Regions from separate parts of the Sus scrofa genome. Here region 2 is linked to region 1. Evidence: chromatin contacts called from public Hi-C data. All regions are on one chromosome and are shown on one strand. Each heading gives the region's core, a stretch centred on a gene start, on an enhancer-like site or on the middle of the called end of the contact. The rest is flanking DNA. Distances are from core to core; before and after follow the strand shown. Region 1 overlaps INPP4B (type II inositol 3,4-bisphosphate 4-phosphatase). Region 2 overlaps INPP4B (type II inositol 3,4-bisphosphate 4-phosphatase).

Region 1 (7,050 bases), core at 1,164-3,663:
TAAGGAAGACACTTTCTCTTGCATAACAAATTTCATGGAAGGGCTGAGATTAATTTATTTACTCCTGTTCAATCACTGGGTCTTGGGTCCTGGGAAATGATGTTCCCTAATAGGCCAGCTGAAGGTCTCAAGTCCACCCCAGCAGTAAGTTATTTAACCTCACTGCATTTCAGTTTTCCTACATTTGGAATGGATATTCTGGTAAATGGATGGTAAAAACGACCCCGATTCTCCACTCTCCTGTAACCAGCCAACTGCAATGTGATTTTGTTGACTCCTTTTATCCAGTGGTGGAGTCTATTTTCCCATCTCCTTATTCCAAGCTGGCCAAGAGAAATGGTTCTGTGTTCATTCTGACTCTTTAGCATTTCTGCTCTTTTTCTCTCAGAGCTCTGATACCACTAGAAGGACAAGCTCAGTTTAGACTCTTAAGGGAACAGAGATCATATACAGCAAAGCCAAACCGGCCAGTTTGTCCTGGCCAAGATCACAGAGACATGAAAGAACCCAGCCAAGATCAGCAAAACGAGCCCACGGCTGAGTTTCCAGCTGCCTGCAGAGGCCTGAATGAACCCAGCTAGGAGCCGCGTAAACCTCCCAGACAATCTTCAGACTTGTGCCAATGAGCTTTGCTCACTGGGTGTTTATTCCACAGTATGAAGGACAAAACTGAAACAGAGATAAGAGCAGGCCCTAATGCTCCGCACTGTGTTTAGAACAGTGCCCGGCATCAAATAAGCAGTCAATAAATAGTTTCTATTATTATCCATAATTTGCCAGTACCACATAGAATGAATGTGTTTCCCAGCTTCCTGAAGAAAATGAGATGTCTACCACAAGTTTTGTGAGAGTTTACACAGAATACCAATCTACCACGTTTTTAATAATTTTAACGAGTTAGTAAGAACAAGCCTCAAAAGCTAAGCATAGCCTAAGAATGGAAAATGAGTTGTTTATTGCCAATGCAGTAAAAACGAGCTCCACGATCATGATCTCCAAGCCCTTCACACATCCTGTACAAAGATCTATCAATATCTGATCTACGCCCAGCTACCGTATCACCAATTGGATCAAACATCCAACTTCTTTCAGGAAAAATAGACAGTAACATTCTAATCAAATGATTAATTGTCATTGTTAGCGATATTTATATCAGTTCAAAAGTTGGGACAAGAGAGGGAGTTCCCGTTGTGGCTCAGCAGGTTAAGAACCCAACTAGCATCCTTGAGGATGCGGGTTCGATCCCTGGCCTTGCTCAGTGGGTTGGGGATCTGGTGTTGCTGCAAGCTGCGGTGTAGGTCCCAGATACAGCTCCAGTCTGTGGCATCTGGCACTGTTGTGCCTGTGGTGTAGGCTGGCAGCTGTAGCTCCTATTGGATCCCTAGCTTAGGAACTTCCACATGCTGCAGGTGCAGCCCTAAAAAAATAAGTTGGAACAAGAGTAATTTTATCTGTCCTAGTATTTTCAGACATAATAATTTTATGTCTGAGGCTATTTTCAACTGTGGGATTTTAATGCATTAACTCCAAGAAAACATTATTATACACCTTATCTTTACAAAAACTGGAGAAGCACATGATCATGAGCTTCACTCCTCTCATCAGTGAGTGTGTGTGTGTATGTGTGTGTGTGTGGTGAGTGTATGCGGGGTGGCATTCTTTCATGAACAACCTTCCCTGTCTGTACTCCCTCAGACGAGTTGTTCATCCTCTTAGAAAGCTTCAGGCAAATTCCATAACTTTCCAAACTCCATCTCAGGTAGTAACTTCTCTTTTGAACTCAGTTCCATATTTCCATTCCTGTTTGATTTCGTTTTGCCATCTCGCCATCCTCAATAATTCTAAAGGTGAATTCATCACCTCCTCAGCCATCACCCGCCAAACACATGTACAGTGTTATGTGATCACTCAAGGTAAGTAAGCCTCCTAGTTCCATTTCTTATACATAACAAAAGCAGGATGAAATTATAGTTATGACCAATCTTGTCATAACCCTCGTTCTCCAATTTTGCCTTCAGAATAACCCTGTGGTAAGTATTATTCTCTTACTTTATTGAAGTGGACAATAGTATACCAAGTTGTGTAGACTGTCAAATATAAAAGCACTGGCAGGGTGGACAGGCAGAGCTGCAAATACAGATCAATGAGGTTAATAATCATTGTATGAAGAATGCTAAGTGTGCTGAAACTAAATTTTATGGAAGTGAAGTTTGAGACTTCCTTAATGAAATTAATAGTTAATTAAGCACCAACTATATGCCAGTATCTATTTTAAGTTAATGTTAATATCCTAAGTTACTACTAACTCACTTAATTATTTAAGTCTATTTCTTTAACAGTTTTGTAGAAGACAGCAGTATGAGATCCCATGGGTGAAGTAGCCTGCATAAGGTCAGGTGGCAAAAAGCTAATAATAAATCAGCAATCTGGGATTTGAATGCAGGCCATCTGGCTCCTGAGAAATGTCCCTGCTACATCCTGCTCTCTGAAATGAAGAATAAGGAAGTAATGGAGGGGAGAAGTAACAGTAAATGCCAAGTCATCAAAGTAGGGATAAGTCAATCACACAGGCATGGGGATCAACCAGGTTGTATGGGCTCTGAAGTCACTCCTGGCTGAGAAATCAGATGGAAATGAGGTTGGAAGGATCCGGGATGCAGCAGCAGCAGCAGCAGTAGCGGCAGTAGCAGCAGCAAAGTGGTCATTGAATGTCAGGCTGAGTTGTTCAGATGTCTGGAACCGCCCAAAGGGAACTTGACCCTCTGTATAATTTAATCCGCATCAACGCACAGGCAAATGAACATGTTGAGGAGAAACGCGCTGGTGCATATGGAAGTGGGAGGTAGTTTCTTAATGTGGAGCTAAAACAGTTTGTTTGAAACTGGCAGCATCTCGAACTCAAAATACTTCACATACATCTGTGTCATTGAACTATTTGCAAATGATGAAGAAAGTCACAGGCTGAGGACAGGTGCCCTGGTCACATACCAGCCTTGACCTTATTCTGGAGGGTTAAGTACTGGAAACATGGGATGGCTGTTCCAGAGCTAGCAAGCTGTGTGCTTCCACACCAACTTCAATGCCAGGAGTGCCTTAACTGAACATCTGGCTAATAATACACCTTCCATTTATTAACACACTTACTCACTGCATCTGCTCTGCGCCAGGAAATTACATGGGCCAAGTAATGGCAGCATGATTTCAAATGTTTGCCTCATCACCTACTAACATAATTAAAGAATAACAATCACAGTCGTGGAGAAAATCTTGGTTAACTCTTTTTTTTTTTTTTTTTGTCTTTTTGTCTTTTTAGGGCCGCACCTGCAGCATATGGAGATTCCCAGGCTAGGGGTCTAATGGGAGCTGCACTGCCTGCTTATGCCAGAGCCACAGCAATGCCAGATCCTTAATCCACTGAGTGAGGCCAGGGATCAAACCCGCAAACTCATGGTTCCTAGTCAGATTCACTAACCACTGAGCCACAATGGGAACTCCGGTTAACTCTTTTTTCAAGAACAGTTCTAAACAGAGATACAGAAAATACAAAACCTACTGATAATCTTATGAAAGCAAAACAATAATTCTCAAATATAACAACTTTGATATGAAAGAAAGTATTGCTTTAGCCTATGTACTAGTTGAGTTAGTCTGCTCACTGCACCCACTAAAACAATTTTTAAAAATCTTAAAAGTGATAAGGGTATAACATATACATTAGTATTTTCCTTGATAAAACTGGTTTCAGGAAAGGAAATTTTAGGAGTTCCCTGGTAGCCTAGTGGGTAAAGATTCAGCATTGTCACTACTGTGACTCAAATTTGATCCCTAGCCCAGGAATTTCTGCATGCCACAGGTGCAACAACAACAAAAGAGGAAGTCTTTTCTAACTTTTGCTAAGGCATTTTTAAAGGTGTTTTTAAAAATGCATTGAAAGAATTTTTCGAAAAAAGAGAAAGGGGAACAACTTTACCTTTCTCCTAATCATTTAAAAACTCATAGTCAATCACCTAAGAGTGAGATCCAACTGATGACTAAAATCCAACAGATTAGTCTGAATATTTCTGGTAATGTGAACCTGACATGACCAGATAATAACTGCATTATTTAAAAAAACATTACTAGTATCTACTGAATATTGGCTGATATCACAATTTTCTTATTACTTTCTGGAAAAAAAATTTAAGATACTTTTACCTGCTCTTTTAGGGACTAAACAATTCTATGTGTCACAATTCATGAAAACAGCATTTTTTTTTCATATTTCTAGGTTGTTTGTCAACTGGTGAGCAAACACCCATAATGCTCCTTGGCATCTATCAAAATATTCTGAGTCGCTTGTAACAACAGAGCACTGATCCAGGAAAGTTTAGACATTACTAAGTAAACAGTGCACAGATGTGGGTGCTGAAAAATTAATACCACACCACCTTCTGATAAGCTGTTGCTCCAAAAATGCTTCTGCAAAAACAGCATGAAACAAGCCCAAAGCACAAATAGTCATGCAATCACAACATAAATGAATCATAAAGCATTAAAACAGAAATGTCAAGCTCTGGCATCAGGTACAATTTGTGACAAATTACTCAGCCTCACACCTATTTCTTCATGCCATCTCACTGGTAGAGAGAATACTGGAAGTAAGAGTAACTTGTCACCTGTGAACAAAAAGCAGTTTTAAAATAATGTTTAAATAGTTTTTGATGTTTGTAATCTTCCTTCTTATATCTCAGAAAAAAATCCACTTTCATTCTGAATGTTCAAAATAAGTACTTACTATTCTCAGATAAGATGTTCTAATAAAGTACCAATTTTATCACAAATGAAGGCCACGGGAACCCTAGGAGGTTGCTGCTGACATCTAGTGGCATAATTTTTTCAATGCTAAATGTATCACAAATGTATATCCAGAGAGAGGGGATAGATGTACCACAAACATATGTCTTGCAAAGTCTAGTAGACATCCTATGCTACAAATTATTTGCTTCTGCTCACACCACTCTACCTCCAGTGACTCGCTTCCCCTTCCAAAATAATGCTACTGCTACAAAACTGGAGAAATGAAAACCAACACATCTGTTAAAGCCTTAAGAGAACTGAGTCCCCCAAAATGCCTAGTCCATTACGGAATTGCCCCAATTCCCAAAGGCTCTGCCCCAACCTCAGTAGTCTTAATTTTATCTCAACTTCCCAAATAACCAGAGCCCTTCCCCAAACTCCACACCTAGCATTTAGGTACTTTCAGGGTCATGGTCTAAAGAGACTTGCTTATAGAGCTGGGATATGTTAATTCACATTCATACCCACAAACACACATGCTCACACGGTCACGAAGTATAAAATAATGCCATTTGCAGCAACATGGATGGACCTAGAGATTATCATACTAAGTGAAGTCAGTCAGACAGAAAAAGACAAATACCATATGGTATCACATATGTGGAATCTAAAATATGACACAAATAACCTATCTATGAAATAACAATTGACCCACAGATACAGAGAACAAACTTGTGGTCGCCAAGGGGTGTAAGGGTGTAAGGGAGGAATGGACTGGGAGTTTGGGATTAGCAGATGCAAACTATTATATTATAGAATGGATAAACAACAAGATCCTACTGTATAGCACAGGGAACTATATTCAATAGCTTATGATAAATCATAATGGGAAAGAATATGAAAAGTATATATATATATATACACATATATATATACATAAGACTGAGTCACTTGCTATAGAGCAGAAGTTCACACAGCAGTGTAAATCAACTATACTTCAATAAAACTTTCAAAAAACGGTCATGAACTCCCTGTGCATGAGATTCAATATTTATTGAAAATTTTAAAATAGCTATCAGGGACTGCTTTAATGTTTCCAACCATCCACATGAACGATGAAATTGAGATTGATGTAAAAAATGATAAGAAGCATAGAGATAATTTCTACAGGCAAGCAAAAAGATTTACTCTAGAGCCTCTATCCATATGCAGGTATGTGCAGACAAGGGATGTGTGTGTGCAGAACAAGAGCAAGACAAGTTCGGCACGCACCCCATTCCCACGAAAGCACTTGTGAGTATAAGAGGTAAACACCAAATCGATGAATGAATGAATAAATGAATAAGGTGGCAAATTACAATAGAACTTTCCCCCTATTGATTCTGATGTAAGGTATGTTATATAGGCAGTGTTGTTTTGCTCTTTAGGCAAAAGTGCCTTTGTGGAGTAGTTCAGGTTAGATTTTTCTCCCATGACATGTGCAAAGGAGCACAAAGCCAGTGCGTGATTAAGTTGGGTAATATCCCTTTGGTTAAGGGAGTGTATGTTCATAATTGGAAATTATTTGCTCTATAAATTGGTACAGTTGAATTTAGATTTTATTCACATTGAAAAGATGTGATAAAGGGAGAAGAGCTTCTCAAGTTGGTCCTAATTTAGCAATGTTTAAATAATACAAAACATTGCTAAATTATAATTCTCATAGTACAAAGGCATCTTCTGGCCGTTTAAATATTCGTTCAATGGAAATCTTAGAGACACGAGAAGCTCATTCATTCAAAGCCTGTCTACTTCACTCACATGTGGGACTAAAAGTAGATGACAGAAGAATCTTTTTTACAATCTCACTGAAGGAAAAATAAATCCTGTGTCTGTGTATATACATTTACACACAAAAAAATTATACATATGTATATAAATCCATGCACACATGAGAACTATTACATAGCAATGCGGAGAAATCAATGACAATGTGGTAGATACTGTATCTAGGTTACTTTACTGAATGAATATGAGTTAAGGAAGAGAAATACTTGTAGCATGATGTAGAACGCAGAAGGCTCCCTAAAGAGATATTTTAAGGTTATGAAGGCTTTGGAATAAGGAAGAAAAAAGACTGGGCATTCCAAGCGGAGTTTTCAGCATAAGGAACAGCAAGAATGTTTAGGGGATGAGGTGGAGTATGAGACAGACAAGTACGGTAAGAAACACAGGTGGAGAATCAACATAAGAACTTGAATATTAGCAGGAGACAATTCTTGACAACGCTACGGC
Region 2 (7,050 bases), core at 1,523-4,022, 250 kb before region 1:
GACAAAAGACTATCAGGACTTGACCTGACCTTCCTGTAAAATTGGTCAATGAAAGCTTCTGCCCTAGTGCTGGCAGTTACTTCCTCCTCTGCTTTGGTGCCAGGAATATCAGAGGAACAGAGAGGGTTTTGCTTATTCAGAAGGTCAAAGCATAAAGTGTGAAAGCAGAGCACTTTATCCATCCCACTTTACCATAATGACAACATCTAGAAAGATTTGACTTGTTATTCATTCTTTTCCACTTGCTTTCTATCCACAAGGTTACTCCTTCAGCAACTCCTTAAAGCAACAATAATAAAAATGTAAACCAAGACATCCAGCCAGCCTTCCCGAAAAGGAGGAAAACCCATTCTGAAAAGCTTTTGCTGCTGCTCACCAATTGCCAATGTGGCACTAAGCCAAATGAGTCTGAGGGGAAAAAAAAAATCCCAGCAAACCATAAACATAAGACTAGCATAAACACAGTACAAAGACCCTCTTTGAAAAAAACGTCAGTTAGATCGAAAACCCAAAAAAGGGAAAAGCACATTTCTTTTCCCAAAAAGTACAAGTACTTACGGTGTCATGAGACTTATCCTTGACATCATAGACTGTTAGTTTTATTTTGGTCTCCTCATAGATGGGATACTCAGATGGGAATGTGACACCAGTCAAGAACAGTGGGTCTCTTGTTCCCTGTAACAGCACAAGCAGACAACTTTGATTCAATAAGGCAGCAACTGCAGTCGACAGCATGCGGTGACACAGGAGAATGCAGAAAGTGTCTGGGTCTGTTTGTTTTTCTAGGAAATAGTTGTATTAGAAGAGAGATCTGAATTGCCAAATGATGCGCATGGGGAACCACTTGGCCCTGGGCCCCAAAGTACTGACAGAGCTGCATCATTGTCAGAGCTGCTAAAATATCCTGAAAAACAATTTATTTTCACTATATGCTGAACCCTTCCTTAGGGTCAATTGTCAGTGCATGTAGCATATATTCAATGGACATAACTTGTGATTTATGCAAATAACCTAAGATTGTGACTGATCAAATTAAAAGGAAGCTATTTTCTTATCAAGAACCATTTGGTAATCTTACGCTGTCCATTTATTTCCTGTATGCAATGATTCAATGGAAAGTGATGCTCTGATAGCGTTCATTTGTTTTTAGATGTTGAGCTGTGTTTTTTTGTTGTTGTTGTTTTTTCCCCTTAGACTGATTTGAAAACTAATGGAAGAAACTAAAGATGATGGATTTGGGGCTATGAAATGACTAGCTCAGCATGCAGTGCACAGGGTGTTTCCAGGCCGCAGAATTCATTTTTAGGGAGCTGACATCCAACATTAAATTTTATTTCTATGTTTAAATATGTATGTTGCTGAATATCATAGAGATGTTTGCTAGAGGTCTGTAAACTTGTCTATGGAAGCTCAAGTTATTCACGTATTCCTTGCTTTCTTCCTTTCACTCAACAAATACCACTTTTTGTTTGGTACTGTGTGTTAGACATTTTGGAACAGGCAGTGAATGAAAGAGTCAAGGACAGCTGTATATATTCAAATAAATGTGTCAGAAGAGATCATTCCTTTTAAGTTTTGTCAATACTTTAACAAATTAAGCTGGAATAATGCTTGAAAATATTTTTCACATACATGAACAATGTTACAATTTTAGTGTTCTTTCAATGATTGAATACCACTATTTTTGTTTATTAACTACAAACTGTACCAGCATTAGAACCTCAAGTTTCCCAAGGGCAGATTCAAGGCTACGTGCAGGATCTGGGCCATTCCCATTAGAGAAGTGAGTGGAGTTTAGTGTGAATCATTTATTCCCCCAACAGCACTGAGCAAGCCAGGTCTGGGGGAGGCAACTTAGGCTCTTACAGAGGAACTCCTCTTGTAAAACACGCAGGGCCCCCGAATCTAAGAAAAGCAAAGCTTGAGGAGTTCAGAGGACACTTTCTTTAGTCTCAGATGTTTAAATAATTATCTCTCAGTCACTAAGGCTGTGAACTATGTGTGATGAGAACAAAATAATCAAAAGGGAAACACTTCCTCTTTTGAATCTGATCCAACACAATAACAAGTTTCCTCCTGACACATTTTGAGGATTATATAAGTTACAATAAATGTAAATAGGAAATTTCCCATCCATGAGTAATATTTACACCTTTTGCCTAGGAATATTACAGTGTTTAATCATCTACCTTTCTTCATAAAACATCATACTTTTAAAAAGACAGCCACAGCCAGCAGAGAATATGAAGTTTCCTCACAGTCTGAAGAATAGAGGACAAAAATGAAAAGGGAAAAACACTTAGGTTTAAAACCTCTCTGGGTACTTTAAAACTCCTCCCCCCCAAAAGAAATATTCATTCCATTTACTTTAAAATGTAAAATTTGTGCTTCCCGCACAAATTTTGGTACTCTATTCAAAGATTCAAAGTGTGGTTTTCTTTCTCTTTTCTAAAGAAAAGTAGGTCTTTTTTAAAAAAAAGCAAATTCCGCCCCCCCATTTGTTTATTCTGGTAAATTACAAAGGCGTGCTTAGTAACCTCAGGTAAGCTTTCCGAAAGGACAGAGGGTAGCAGCCCAGCAGAGCTGCAGGCTATGATCTAACTTATTTCGGCTGTTTGCTCAAATCCAGAGAGCGACTGAGAGATAGCGAGAGGAAGGCAGGCGCAGCACACTCACCTCCACAATTTCCGTGCAGGAGTATCTTGTCAGACTCTGCTCGGCGGGGTGAACAACTGCGATCTGCACCAGGGTATTCAGCTTCCGATCACGGACGGGAGCCACAAGATCCTTGCAAGCTGGCAATGGCAAAGGAAAGAGAAACAGGAGAAACTAACCCTGTATCTCAGGGGAAAGCGTCTGTCCCAGGGTGGAAGTCAACTTAGCCGCGGCGAGGAATTAAATCTTCTGGGACGGGGGCTGAGTTTACAGAGGAAGTCCCTTGGAAGTACCTTACAGAAATAGGAAGTCACGTGCTGCCGAGCTGAATTGAAAATTCATTTCCACTGACCACATGTGCAGTTCTTGCAAGTCTCGACTGCTCTGGGATCCCAGCTCTAACGTGGAACTGTGCACACACAGCTCAGGGTCTTGAGTGGCTTTAATTAGTCTTTAAACCCTAGGCTTTAATTCACTCTCCTAGACTAAGTCTACGACGTTGGGCCACATCCGGGAAACTTTACAGCTGCTCCCAGTGCACCCTGGCTGCATTAGTTCAGATGTTGGAACCCACAAACTTGGTCCTTATCTATCTGTTCGCTAGAGCTGACCTCCTACTGTCCTACACGGGGACAGACACAGGAAAGAGAGGCTGCCCTATCACAGCAGCACACAAGCCCCAGGCTAGGGGCGGGTGGGGTGGGGGGAGGTTAAAGGGGTTGTCCGTCGTTCCTGTCGGGGATCCCTGCCAAGTCCAGAGGCAGAAATGTGGGGAAAGGATGGGTTAATTCTTGACCAGGGGCCGCAAAAGTAAGAACTTTCCCTTGTGATACCAGGCTCATATTACAGACTCTCCTCACCATACCAAATTTACTTGAATATTTTCTCCTTCCACACATCATTCCCACCATTTGGGGAAGAAAAATTAAAAAAAAAAAAAATTTCTTTACTGCCAGTCTAAGGTCTCCTCCCCCTGTGTTTCCCCATCTGGCTTTGAAATGGTAATTTTACAACCTGCATTTGGATTGCTAAGGATAATGCAAAGAGTCCTCACCAGGGATCAGTTAAGCAGAGCTGGTGGTTGGGGACAGGTGGAGGCTGGGACAGGGGTACTGAGAAGTAGCCCAGGATCCTGGGTTCAAAGTGGGAGTGTGCCTGGCTTTAGACCATCCACATCTCACACATCTGACCAGCGCAGAAAGGGACAGAAGGACCCATGTATTTAAGCTACACTGTGGCTCTGTAGCCCTGCACAGGGCCTTCATCTCCTAGGACGGAGATACTATGGCTTAAACCTAAGACTTGAAAGCAAAGAATATTATAAGTGTAATTATCACCTTTCCATCCTTACAAATCAGCTCATTCGTAGAAGCAGAATAGGATAAAGGCAAAAGCAGGAGTTTTGGAATGGAACAGGCCTGATTTTCAGCTGGTTCTACCAGTTAAGTGATGCTGGGCAAATTATTTAACTTCTTGATAGACCTTGAGATCCTTTTATGCCTATATATTTTGCTACAAATTTTCCTTATTTAAACCACATGTCTCTAACCATACAGGAAAGCATGCATGAAAAAAATAACTTTTTTAGCCATCATTATTTTTGAGGCTGTTTGCCAATTATTTCTTTATTTCTCAAAATGGAGCTTTGAATTACTATTTTGATTTGACATACTAAGAACTAGAGGCTTAGAAATATTAAGTGGTCACATTTATATTACTAGAACTCTCTGGTAGTTTTCTTGCATCATATTCCAGCAGCTCCATTTCTTTTCTTGGCATACTAAATTCCTCTCCTGCACAAGGACGCCTCTCTTTAGAAGACCCATTGCCATAATTCTTTATTGTCTAACCCAAGGGATCTACAATTTTAGAAAATACTGATGCAAGGTTTTGATAATACCAAGGTATCACCGGAAGGGGGAAAAAAAAGATTTAGTCTTTACTGTTCTTTGGTGGTTATTTTGATCATTTCCTCCACTTGCCTAATGAATGTTTAATTTTATCACTCATTCTCTTGGCTTTCTCGTCACAGTATACAGCTCTCCCTCCGTTCACTGATATTGACATATATCTGTCCTTAGATTTTGAAGTTGGAGTCAATTTGTTTCAAACACATGCATCGTTGTCTACTTTCTGCTGATAGCTTCATTTTTACCTTACTAACTTATGACACATTTGCTCAAAATAAGTTACTTCTTTTCTTATTTCTTATCAGGCTTGATTGTGGGCTGTGGTTGTTTCTCAGAAGTGAGCAGCTGTTTCTTCATTTTATCAGAGAACCTCTAAGACTCAGTTCTAATAAAAACAGAAAATCTCCATTAAACTCAAATGTTCTGTCCAACTGCATTTGCAGATCCACCAGTACTGATGAAGTAAAAACAACCATAATGGCATTATCTATTTCTTTATAGTCTAGATCTAAAAAGAGGCAAAGAAAACAACAACAACTAAAGTCATGTCTTAGGCTGCCCAGATCTCTTTTCTGCCCAACAACTCAGATACTTTATTATTCCCTAATTTTACGTAGCAAGACCTTAGGGAAAGACCCTGACATCAGTCAGAATCCCTGAGCTGTATTCCCCGATTCACCATTTTCTACTTATGTGACATTGTCAAACTTGATTTCTTCATCTATTTACCTATTCCTCAGGGGGAGGTAAGGAAGATAATAGGGGATAAATTAGGAGATTGGGATTAATATATACATATTAATTAGGAAGTTGGGATAACATAACATATATATGTTAGTCCCAACAAGGACCTACTGTTTAGCACAGGCAACTCCACTAAATATTTTGTAATAATCTATAAGGGGAGAGATTCTGAAGATACACACACACACACACACACACATACACTAAATTGCTATGCTATACACTTGAAACTAACACAATATTGTAAATCAACTCTACTTCAACAAAAAGTTTTAAAGAAATCAAATACTTTTTATGAAAGGATTTTTCCAGGTAAAATAAAAGTTACTAATATCATTATACTAATATTTACCAATAGCGATGCCAACACTTACCAATAGTGTTTTATTCTTCTGTAAAATGGTTTTTATTGACTTAGTCATGTAGTCAGACAGCTCCTTAAAAGTGGTCACTAGCTTCAATATTTCTTTGGAAATGCCCAACCAGGACATGAGTCATCGCATTTCATAAGGTGAAACCCATACACACTCTGGATCTATACATACTGAAACCATCCCACTGGAGAGGTGATAAATCATGAGTGACTGGATTGCTCAGGGAGACATCACTCATTTGGATCACCATCAAGTCTAACCTGCACAGGAACTTTTCCACAGCCGCTAAAGAAACCTGAAAACTTGTTGTCAGAAATGGAAGTATGTCCTGTTGGTCTTCCAAGTCAAATGTATGCACTGTCATTACCCCACATGAAGCCACTCTAGGAGGGAGTGACCTGGGTAAATGGCCTTCCTCAACTCATAGGACTAAAAAAAATGAAATAAAATAAAAATAAAAATGCTTCCAGGTTTTGCTTTGATTGTCGTGTTTAATTAAAAGTTCTTGACTCACATGGGTAGTAACAGAGGAATGACTCTTTGCAATCATGCATTCATCAGTAGATTTTTACTTTTATTTCTGCCTTTTTACTGGCTTTGTTTTAGACTCGGTGACTTAAAAGAATTTTCAGAGCCCAGTGGAGGTTAAACATACAAGATATTGGTGGGTTGGGATTCAAATGTGTTTGTGTCCACTGAATTGACTACTTTTTAATGAAAAAAGGAAAAATGAAAAAAAAATGAGTAATTTTTCAAACTATAATTTAAAACTTTTCCTTAGGAAAAAAAAAAAATAGAAGAGCCACAAGTGACTATTTTTCCTGTTAACTTTGCTATAGTAACTGGCCACACAGAGTTCACTTTCCATGGTCAGTGCTGGTGAGTGAGATGCTCACAGGCATCACAAACTCAGCTGTGTCCAGGAGTCAGACAGCTCCTGCTCTGCCAGAAGGGAATCCTCAATTGAAGTATAGTGATAAAACTAAATGCAGCTTCAGTATCCCTCCAGGGGGAGGGCCAGGCACTGAGCAAACTGGAAATCCATGCTCTGGCCAAAGAGAGGCCTGCCGTTCAAAATCATTGCCTGAAGAAATAAAAGCCCATGGTGGCTTGATTTGAGGATTTGTCCAAAACCTGAAATCCCGGCCACTGTGTCAGCTAAATCCGTATGCCTGTCTCAAATATTTGAGAATCCAGAAGCTAAAGGACAGAGGTTTTCAGGTTCCTGTTGAGTTAATATTCTATCTATTCCAAAATAATGTTTTTACAAAATATCTATCATTTCCTTCACTTGATATTTATTTTGTTAATTTTTTAAATTGAAGTATAGTTGAAGTTCCCTCGTGGTGCAGTGGGTTAAGGCTGTG

The links. Hi-C and Micro-C count contacts between places; a contact is called where the count stands out from the background.
Region 2: a contact with region 1 is called in a Hi-C map of skeletal muscle, with 5 times the contacts expected there. The contact joins two enhancer-like sites. A contact is called at or near these places in 1 of 47 Hi-C or Micro-C datasets (skeletal muscle) and 1 of 2 datasets of contacts at active chromatin or transcription factors (skeletal muscle).

What each region holds. Positions count from the first base shown.
Region 1 is chr8:84,944,129-84,951,178 of Sscrofa11.1, reverse strand. The region is part of intron 2 of INPP4B (type II inositol 3,4-bisphosphate 4-phosphatase); the gene reads right to left. Among named protein-coding and RNA genes, the nearest start is that of INPP4B, 140 kb to the right of the region's middle. Within about 2 kb of position 2,413, at least 1 of the 83 cell types and tissues checked has an H3K27ac peak or open chromatin away from gene starts, as enhancers often do. A contact at or near this core is called in skeletal muscle, where this site is marked.
Region 2 is chr8:85,193,938-85,200,987 of Sscrofa11.1, reverse strand. INPP4B (type II inositol 3,4-bisphosphate 4-phosphatase) reads right to left here. Exons shown (of 30, transcript XM_021100673.1): 6 at 2,677-2,795; 7 at 559-675. Among named protein-coding and RNA genes, the nearest start is that of INPP4B, 390 kb to the right of the region's middle. Within about 2 kb of position 2,772, at least 45 of the 83 cell types and tissues checked have an H3K27ac peak or open chromatin away from gene starts, as enhancers often do. A contact at or near this core is called in skeletal muscle, where this site is marked.